Linked DNA regions of Anser cygnoides: region 2 is linked to region 1. The links are chromatin contacts, called in public Hi-C maps. All regions are on one chromosome and are shown on one strand. Each heading gives the region's core, a stretch centred on a gene start, on an enhancer-like site or on the middle of the called end of the contact. The rest is flanking DNA. Distances are from core to core; before and after follow the strand shown.

What was found. Hi-C and Micro-C count contacts between places; a contact is called where the count stands out from the background.
Region 2: a contact with region 1 is called in a Hi-C map of liver, with 3 times the contacts expected there. The contact joins the promoter of TCIM here to the promoter of ANK1 in region 1. A contact is called at or near these places in 2 of 7 Hi-C or Micro-C datasets (both in liver).

What each region holds. Positions count from the first base shown.
Region 1 is chr26:263,467-268,844 of Taihu_goose_T2T_genome, reverse strand. ANK1 (ankyrin 1) reads right to left here and starts at 4,087. Exons shown (of 44, transcript XM_048047277.2): 1 at 3,950-4,087. KAT6A (lysine acetyltransferase 6A) reads right to left here. Exons shown (of 18, transcript XM_066983428.1): 18 at 4,643-5,378.
Region 2 is chr26:549,739-554,856 of Taihu_goose_T2T_genome, reverse strand. It overlaps TCIM (transcriptional and immune response regulator), which reads left to right and starts at 2,369. Exons shown (of 1, transcript XM_013194470.3): 1 at 2,369-3,505. The coding sequence starts at 2,433. The coding sequence ends at 2,753.

The DNA.
Region 1 (5,378 bases), core at 2,838-5,337:
GCATGACTGATCCTGACTGGAAAACCGCTAGACACATGAATTGCAAAATATCCCTGTCCGCCCACAAAGAAGAGCAGAGAAGTATCTAGCAAGACCCCAGACAACCCCAGGTTCAGACTCCATCTGTAAGTCAGAGAGACTTCTGATCTAATACCATTTAGGTACACCTCACAGAGCACCAAAGCATCACCGGCTATTTGCAGGAAAAAGGGGGCACACTTCAGCAGCTCGGCCGCTTTACCAGTGCAGCTGAGAGGGCTGCCCGTGCTTTCCCAAGGTCAGAAACGCTTCCCTGTTCAAATCCATTTTCCTCACCAACTCATTCAGAGTAACGTATTCATCAGACCCCTGACTATAGTACAGAGGTCCACAGCTATGTACAACTGTCAGAGCCTCCAGGCGGCGCTTTCCCATGTCCTCCTACCTTCCTCCTGAACCATCACCTGCTACTTCACTCGCTGAACCCTGCACAGTGTTTGTGACAAGGTTCCTGAGGACAGCGGTCACGTTTCTTAACACATCACCTGTCTCACAGCTGGATGCACACAGAAATGATCAAGGGCACCTGGAGTTTGTACCATCACCTGCTGACCTCTCGCTGGATACGCCTGGGCAGTTCTGATCACTTGCCGAGGACCAAGTTCTGCAAATTGCTTTGGTCTCAACAGCATGCTCCCTAACACAAACCAAAGGAGGACAAGGACAGTCCTAAAGTAACTACAGTCTTGCCTACATCAGACTGCAGAGGACAATTTTTGTCAGAAGGGAACACAAAGCAGCTTGAACCAGCTGCTCTGGAGAACAGCTCCTCCCAGCAGGATTGACTGAAGCCCTGGTTCGGGAAATCTGCTGTCCAAAACCAATTTATTTCTTCCTACATGACACCCTTTTCCTCTTCTCTCAAGATACCAGAGAGGATTTCATCTCTCTCAAACTCTAGGCCCGGGGCTTTTGTCCTGTTACAACCATAGCATCTGGTGTTTTATGCTCAGTGCTTTAACTTGAGGGTGAGTGACAAGCCTGCTAGACGGTCTTCCAAGTCATGGAGGGTTGGTTTTGAAACATCTACCTTGATTTTTGACAGAGTGATTTAAGAGACAGAGTTAACTGGAATTAGTTCTCTCTGCCATATACATAGGGTTGTCCTGTGCAGGGGCTTACACAAATCATATTCTAAGTTATGAAGCATTTGACCTAGGATTGATATCAAGCTTTTGTGCACTGTAGGTGTATGGTTGGTAGAAAGTCTACCCTAGAGATCTGCTGTATGTGAAGAAAATCCCATCTTCTTCTCCATTCTTGCTATTTCAGAACGGAGCAAGGACACAAGACAGAGGAAGTGAGAAATGGACTTAACAGCAATTTCACTTAACTTGCCACTTCCTTTATTTTTTCTCCAATGCTGATTTTTCTCTTCTTTGAGTAAGCTGTTCAGGAAATACACAAAACAGTAGAAAACGTGTTATGGATTGTATCTTGTTGCTGCTTGTTCCCAGTGGAGAAATATATAATCACTTCAAAATGGGGAAACAGAGGATGACAATTTCAGTAAACAGACTTCCTCCTTGAGCTGAAAGATACCAGCTGCATGCATTAGCCAACATGATAATTTAAATGAAACTTTTTCAAGAACCTTATTTAATTATTTGGCACAGAGCAACAAACTTATCACTTTTTCCTTGAAAACAGATTATTTGTACTATCATAACTCTCTGCTACTTTGATGACAGACTAGCATCGTACTGTGTCAAACGACGATCATATCAACAACAGAGTCCCTGTTCCAAAGGGTTCACAGGACAAAGGATTTCGCATGGGAGAACAAATAGTTACCGACAGAGGAACCCTTAAGAAAATAATCACACAAACAAATCAAGGACAGAAGAACCTCCTGTGAGGAGGGAAGTATAGAAGCAAAATTCTGTCTGCCTGCAAGGCAGTGCAGCTGTTTCAAGAGACGAAACACGTCACTGGAGCTCTGCCCTGTTCTAGGTGAAGATCGATGTTTGTTGAAGTTGCTCAGATTCTGTGTTAGGGGCAGAAGGATTTTACAAACAAACTTCAATTTCAGGCAGCTATTTTTAGCCATATTATTCTGGCTGACAAGCTGTGAAGATAAAAGATGCTGCAGGCTGCACCTCAGCTGCTGTAAACTAAACCTACCTCAGCCTATCTGCATTTCCCTGTTCCTGCAGAGACAGGATCTCAGCAAGGATCTCTCTCCCCAAGTTATGAACCTCATTAAAATGGTTCTGTTCCGTTTAGTGGGTTTTTGTTTGTTTGTTTTTTTAACTACCTCACTGATGAGCTCTCAGCCTTTCAGTTAACCTCTTGAAAAGCCACAACCCTGGTCTCCCTGGCAGAAGTTTGTACGTTGCTGTCCGTTGCATGCAAACTCTTCCCTGCGCATTGAGTGTTGGTAACAGCCATTTTGGTCCACATATTAACAAAACTGGAGCAAGCCGGACAGTGCCGAATGGAATAGTTTTATGTCCACAGCACGATTACCTGGCTGTGGCAATCCAGAGCGTGCAGCAGCAGCTGCCCGCAGCATGCTGTAAGGTACGAGCAGTTCCTGCACACCAGGACAGTCTGATTTCACTCCTATCTAGCATGGCAACTCTCAGAAAAAAACAAAACAAAACCAAATCTACAAAAAACTCATCTATTTAGTCCTTTAACAACAGGATTTGATAGTTTCTACAACAGGAAACTGAAAAAGAGATCTCCTTGTTCATGACTCCTAAATGCATGTATCATCAAGACAAGTTAACTAATACAAACAGGGGTTTGTTTTTTTAATTTTCCTTAAAAAAATAAAAATAAAACCAACACCACCACCAACAAAAACGAACAGGTGTTATTAATAGTGAAGCTTATTTGAGCAAATAACATTTTTTATAAACTTTTCTTAAGGAGCCATACTTGTTTAACAGTTCATTAACTCTGGAAAATCACATTCCTGTGATCTTGCTTATGGATTTCATAAGCACTTATTTTTGTTCCTTGGCCTACAAGGCTAGAGAGAAAGTTGTTATAAACTGTTACATTCCCATTTAGATATTTGCATTTTTCTTAAAATGGTTTCAACTACCTTAAGAACTCAGAAATACACAAGAAGTACTATTTTAATCATTATTAGTGCTGGCCGTGCTCACCCCAAGCTTGATAGCTTGTGATTATGCATTGCAAAGATCTCAAACAATGAACTGAAATGTATTTCATGTGCACAGGTGTAACAACAATTTGGCACCAGGGCATTCGATAAAGACCTTGTGTTGTTCTACCGCTCAGTTTATGATACAAGCATTTTACAAGAACAGAAATGTACATCGCCATTTCATGGCAGCGATTCACCATCACCGTTTCGAACTGTACAGTTATCTAAAGCAACAGAATTATGTTCTAGTCTGACCACTCAGGGCATTGATTCCAGAAGTCAAAGCCATTTTGAATTGCTGGAGGACATGCAACCATTCTCAGTTGGCATTTTACTTCTAAAATCCATACTGTATCTGAAAAATGAGAGATGTTTCTGAAAATTGGGAATAAATGAAAGCAGATGCAGTGTTGCTTGTAAATAACAATTCAAGCCAAACACATTTTAATGGTCAAATCAAACATGTTAAATATGGGTTTAGATAGCAAATAACAAGCAAATACAAAAAGAACCCGAACTATAACCGCTCAGTACAGAATAAATGGGGCACAATGGGGAGGGGATGGACACCCTCTACCTTGCAACTTTGCTACCGGATGGTGACAAAGCTTAAAAAAAAAAAAGAAAAAAAGAAAAAAAAAGGAAGTTATGAGCAATATACAAAGAGCTTGAGAGCTTGCTGGCACAGAACGGTTAATGCAGTCTCAACTCCAACACTGACTACGGGAAAATAATACGGGCACATCCAGGTGCAGGATGCGTGCCTGCTGGGAGCCTGGGGACGCTTACCTGTGAGTGCTCGCACACTCCCTGCAATCCTCAAGTGACCGGCGCAGTGAAAGCCCTCACCGCGGGTCGCCCCCTCTCCCCTCCGCTCCCGAATAACCCAAATCGCGCTGGGCCAGGAAACGGACGGACCGCCCGGGAGCGCGACGCCCCCCGGCCCGGGCCCGCACGTGCTCGGCCCCCCGCCTCCCCCCGCCGCGCGCCCCCGGCCGCCCCGCGCACGAGCAGAGGCCGCTCGCGGGAACGCGCCCGGGGGAACGCGCCCGGGGGAACGCGCCCGGGGGAACGCGCCCGGGGGAACGCGCCCGGGGGAACGCGCCCGGGGGAACGCGCCCGGCCGTGCCCGCCGCGGCTCTGCCTCCCCCCAGCGCTCGCCTGGGGGCTTCGCAGGGGGCGGCCCCGGCACGGCCGTTCCGCGAGCGGCGGCGGCAGCGAAGCCGTCTCGTGCTGCAGGTGTTCCCCGCGGAGAGCGAGGTCGAGCTGCAGAAGCTTTCCGAGGTTTTCCCGTTACCGGTACCTGATCGCTCTTCCGAGGGGAAGCCGATCACCGAAACCGTAACCTCAGCCGCCGCACGCCCCCGATCCAAGCACCGCCCCGCTCCCCGGGACCAAAAGGTGAGCAGGGAATCGTGCCCAGCGGCTGGTAACAGAGGTCAGCGCTCCCGTGGAAGAAAAAACCCACATGCACAACAGACATCCAAAATGGCTCAACATAATTTATTTTTTTATGTTAAAATGTACAGAGTTCTTTTGAAAGTACTTGCTAGAAAGGGGAAAAAAAAGTGATATTACATACAAGTAGAGGAAGGGAGACCGTCCAGCCAGGAGCGTATGACATGGAGAATTACAAAGGCATCTAGGCACCCCCTTCCCCTTAGCTTACAAGTCACCATGAACAAAGTACAAAGAGGTTACAAAACAGGAAAAGCAAATATAAACAGACAGGAATAGACTCAGCTTCATTTGTACATGCGGCTTTTAGAGGCATCTGGAGCTCCTATTCACACACTCTAGAGATCTCTTTAAAGAGAATTTTTATCTTTCTTAAAATAGTTTTTAATATTCTACAACAAAGATAAAAAATTTTAAAGATGGAATGAAATGAAAAAGCTCTTATTTTAAAAGGCATCAAAGTCACTAACAGTGAGTTTTTTTTTTTAATTTCTTTTAGAAGATTACCCAAGTTATCTTGCTAAAAATACATATTTTATTTTATTTTTAAACAGAAGTGAAAAATGGTAGGTACCAATATTACTGCGTTGGATAATTTCTTTTTATATATAGAAAAGAACATTTTTTCTACAATAGTTCTACAGTCACAAAGGCTTGTGGAAAAGGGAGCTGCCCAATTGATTTAAAAAACAAAAATAAAACATAAAACCAAAATAAAATTAAAAAAAAGAAATACAAAACCAAACCAAACATAACAGCA
Region 2 (5,118 bases), core at 1,120-3,619, 290 kb before region 1:
CGGGAAATCGTGCTTTGCAGAAGGAAGGTTTGTTTTCTACATCTACAAGATCACCACGGATCTCCTGGTGCTGTTTTTTTGTCCTAAGTACGTTGAAAGTGTACTTCTCTGTTCAGTGAAGCAAGTAATGTTTAGCATTTCAGCTGGACATTTTCACAGGCAGGTTTTCCCTTCACACAGTACTTCAGGCAGCACTTTGCATCTGAGCAGGAGAGGAAATCAACACGCATCTTCCTTCTTCCTACTGCTCCCCCCTCTTGTATTTCTTTTTAGCAAGCCATCGATAAAACATGGAGCTCTTCCATAGGCAGAGGCCCAGAAGCCAGCCACATCAAAAAGATCCTATTTTCAGGGCATATTTACCCTGCAAATGTTGAGCAAGCATCAGCTGATGTGTAATGCTCTCAAATTCAGCAAGGCTACGGTAAAGTAAGAGGCTTTTAAGTTTTTGTGGCAGGAGGAGAATTAAGAGGTTTTGTAAAGGTATCTGTTTATACGCCGACTCATGTAATAGCTAGCACATACAAAAGAAACTTAGGAAAATTGTAAAAAGCAAGCCATACAATGGTGGTGATGCAGAACCGGTGGAAAAAAATCCCAGGCACGTGCAGCGAGAGCTCACGCAGGTAACAATGGCACCGAGCAGCGCCTGGCGGAGCCGCCGCAGGAAAACCCTGTCCCCCAGCAGGATGCGGCTGAATGGAGCGTGCAGGGCTGCGCCAGGGTGTGCCCGGCTCTATTTACGATTCCTAAGTCACAGATAGGAAAGTGGTCAAGCAGTTAAACGCAATCCACTCCCTCTCCTAAAGATAAAAAGCACGGCGAGCCCCGCCAGCAGGAAGTGCAGAGGTTCAGTTGTTATCTAAGTGCATGGAGCTGGTGACTACCAATTGTTTTGCTGCCCAAGCAGCAGCCTGGCCTGCTGTATTGTCTAGTAAGCAATACAGTTCACAATTACTTTATTATTATTATTATTAATTATTATTCTATGCCTGCACAAATGCCTAGCACATGGACTTTGTGGGCTTTTCCCTGGCTAGAGCCAGGAGAGGGTTTCTGCAGGGCTGTGCAGGGACACATTCCTGCCTTCTGTCTGAAGGAACAGAAGTGTTAGAGGAGGGAATACGGAGTGACAAGCAACCAGGCAATGTCACTGCGGCTCTGCTCCTTGCTGCAATCACCTATCACCTCCACGGCTCTCCCATAAACAAGGGAACCCCCCTAAGTAGTGGGCAGTCATGGGGACAAAGCCTGTTTGTGGCCTTCTTGAGTGGGAATGAGTAATGGGGAATCATCAACACAGCTGGTACACAAGCAACTGATTTTCTAAACAGTGCCTCTGCAGCATCCGGCCACTTTTAAGCCATTAACCAAAATACACTTATCGCTGGATCCTTGGCCTTGAGCAACCTTTGAACCCACTGTCATTCCTGGCCAGATTTAGTGGGGTGCAGGTCTTTGTAAGGTTAGATTTCTAACCCTGGCAGTACACTCCAGCCATCAGAGCTGGCTGTCGCAGCCTGCCGTACCCAGTCTCATCCTATTGAGAGGGGGGTTGGCATCCCTAGGGCTTGGGGATGCAGAGGTGGGGAACACAAACTCCTTTGGAGCAGAGGAATTGAATTTAAACTTTAATTTCCAGTGATGAGCTGCAGGCAGGAGCACAGCAACAAACCTCTTGCTGCTGTTGCTGCGGCACCATGTGCACCGTGGGGCAGAGAGATGCCACCTGCTGCCCCACTACGTGCAAATTGGGCAGCTCCAGGTTGTAACATCCCGGGAAAGTCACTGCAGGAGACCTTATGGATTAGCTGCCTTTGCTGAACTGCCTACCGCTTTGAAAATACAGCTTACTAAACGTGACCTGTACCCTACGGAAAGCAGCAGAAAGCGTCCCATACGTAGACCTGAGCAGGTTTTGCTGCCTTGTCCTTCTGTCTGGCTGGGATACAGACAAGTAGACATCTGCAGGCACAGGCTCACAGCTAACCTCTTGTTAGTATTGCAATAGTTCTCAATATTCACTTTTTATTAGGTGCAAGAGCCTGTTGCAGCAGGCAAGGTTTTCTGAGTGCAGAGCTTTTCTGAGCACAACGAAAGGCCACAAGTGCAGCTTGAACTGTACAACGGTGCACAACGACACACAACGGTGCTGGAAGTTGCACGAATCCCCTTCTGCACCAGGTCAAAGAAAAACTCACAGCAGAATCACAGCAATCTTTTACAGTTGGCTGCACAACAGAGGAAAGTTGGCAACTTAAATGTTAACTTGCCTATGACTATTCAGTGTTGACATCAGCGTGACCTCATCACTGTAACTTGAGCTCTCCGGCTTTTTCTCAGCCTGCCTTTAAATAGCAGTCTTCAGCACAGATACCACACAGATCCCTCCGATCAGACCCAGAAGGCAAACCCCAGAGCATCCGACGTAGATGAAAGCAAGGAGAAGCAACACAACCTCAGCCATGTCCACATCCCTGAGAGTGAGCCCCTCGGTCCACGGCTACCGCTTCGACACAGCCCTGCGCAAGAAAGCCGTGGCCAATATCTTTGAGAGCATCGACGAAGAGTCGCTCCAGAAACTCTTCAAACACTCCGGAGACAAGAAGGCAGAGGAAAGAGCCAAGATCATCCTCGCCACCGACCAGGACGTGGAGGAGAAAACGAGAGCACTAATGGCACTAAAGCAGAGGCGAAAAGACAAGCTCCTCCAGTTCCTGAAATTTCGGAAATACTCCATCAAAGTCCACTGAGCCGGCGAAGGGAACGGCAATGGAGGAGAACGTTTCGGGACGAGACTGATCGCCACCTCCTGCCGCAGGCGGCACGCTGTGCTGCCCTGCGAGCTCCTGGCGGGACGCACGGTGCCGGGAGACGGCCGACGGGACCGGGACTGCCCGCGGCAGCGCCGCAGCCTGGGGCCAGTGCCCGGAGGGGGCCAGCACACCCCAGCCAGCCCGCGGCACCGCACGGCGGGTGCTGCTCACGGACTGAGCATTTACTGACTTCGTGTGTTTGCTTTGCCTTCCTGAACTTGTTACCTAAAGTTTGAAACCTTTCTAAGCCTCGCTGTTGTCTGCTAGAATGGAGAGTCTAGAGGTTGATCAGCTACTGATCATTTATCGTTCTGCATTTGTTAAAATGCTTTGAAGTGCACCGTATGGGTGCAATAAGTTCAGCCTTCAGGGAATGCATTTGCTCTAGAGACACTACGTGACTGTACCTTTTCTTTCTCATGCAGTATGGGTGCATTATAAATTGTTGCACAAAAGCAATAATAATGACATATTTCCCTGAATTTACTGTGAAGTTCCTTAATATTTTGCTCACTTCCCATTAACACTGAATTTCTAAACATCATAATTACCGTTCTTATTTGTATAAATTACATTAGATATTAGACAAGTACTTCATGGTAATATTTTATGACAATGCTATCATTATATTGACTATAATTTATTGCATATGGCAATCTGAAATTTAATAAATTATACTGTAAATATAATTTCTCTTGTCTGAAATGCTCAATTCTCATGGAGGAGTGGGTTTATCCTCTTTTGGTCATTTCACACAGATCCTGTTTTAAGAGCAGACTGCTTACACTTCCCCTTAATTACCAAGAACGCCAATTTGCAGGCTCTGTTCTTAGTCTGCAACATTTGTTTTCCCTGAAGTTCTGCCATCCAGTTCAGCAGTACCAGAGTTTTACCCACAGCTGTGCTGTGCTGACTCTGGCATTTCCAGAAAAACCTGATGAAATTTAATTGTAAATCAAACTCAGCTCTTAGTTTCTCCTCTATGAGGAGAATGCTCTATGCTCATTTTTCTTAGAAAATGAGCAGCTCCAAACAACAGCAAGCGGTACAGTCCTCAGGCTCTCGCTATTCCTGCAAAGCAGTGTTAGGACTTCGGTCCCGATGAGCCAAAACAAACAGAAGTGAGTTATGAGCACCGGGGCAGCAGAATTAAACTTAGTCTTTCTGCTGTACTATCATGATAGAGTATGTTGAAAATACTTAAAAATAGCCAAGACTAGTTATTAATAAGTGTCCTATAATAACCTCCTACTTAAGAAAAAAATGTTCCCATGACTGTTCAAAACAACAAAGCTAAGAGTTCAGAGGACTGATAGACCAGCTTCAGTTTTGTTTTTTTGCCCACACTTAAAACTCCAAATCGCCTATAAATCAGGGAGACTAGAAATAATCCTTTAAATTACTTAAGTGAGTGGGTAACTGTAATTATTTACAGTGTGGTGAAGCGGATCCAGCAGTTCCCCAGGAGCACCACGTCTGGAAGTGAAGCACCCCCGGCCCCACGCAGGAGCGACTGCAGCCTGGGGTGCGCGCTGGAGGTCCGGGGCTGGGAGGGCTGCGGCAGGGCCCCAGCAGCACCGTCCCACCCAGCCGCGGCCACCGAGACCCGTGGGGCACTGGAGGTGACACGCAACCATCCCCGTCCCCGGGAAGAGCGGAGAGCGCTGGGACCCGTCCTGCTTCGTGGTGGATCCAGACCTTTCTGACGGGCATCTCACATCGGCTGTTTCCAAAAAAGGCCAAACCGGGCCCGCTGACCTCACTCCAGCCGCCCCCGGGCTTTGTGATGCGCTTTCTTTCCTCCCACTCCAGGAGGTTTTCCCATCAAAGCCATTCCTCGTCCAGTGAGCACTCCAAACAGAAACCCCGAGGGGTGACGCAGCCACCAGCGTCCAGCTGCCTTTGGGTTATGGCGTACACCGCGATGGAGGGGCCCAGACGTCCCTGCTGCAAGAGGAGACTCTAAAAAGCCCACAGTGTGCACCAAATTGTCTTTCCACCATGCTACTGCTTTCTGTTTCTCTGCACTGCTGCTCAGCCTGTGCTTGCCTCCCTGTCCCAGTCCCGGACACTCGAACCTTCCGTAACGCACGTGCTGTGCCAGGCACGGCGGCAGGGCTATCGCGGTCTCACCCGTTGCTCAGCCCCAGCACCCAATCCACGCATCCCCACACTGAAAGAGCTGCGAGTGCAGAGGGCAGGACTGAACTGCTTCAACATCCCGGGCGTTTGGGAAGAGGGGACGAGCAGCAGGACAAGCCAGCACTGCGGGAAATGCAAAGCAACCTCTGCGGGGCAGCGG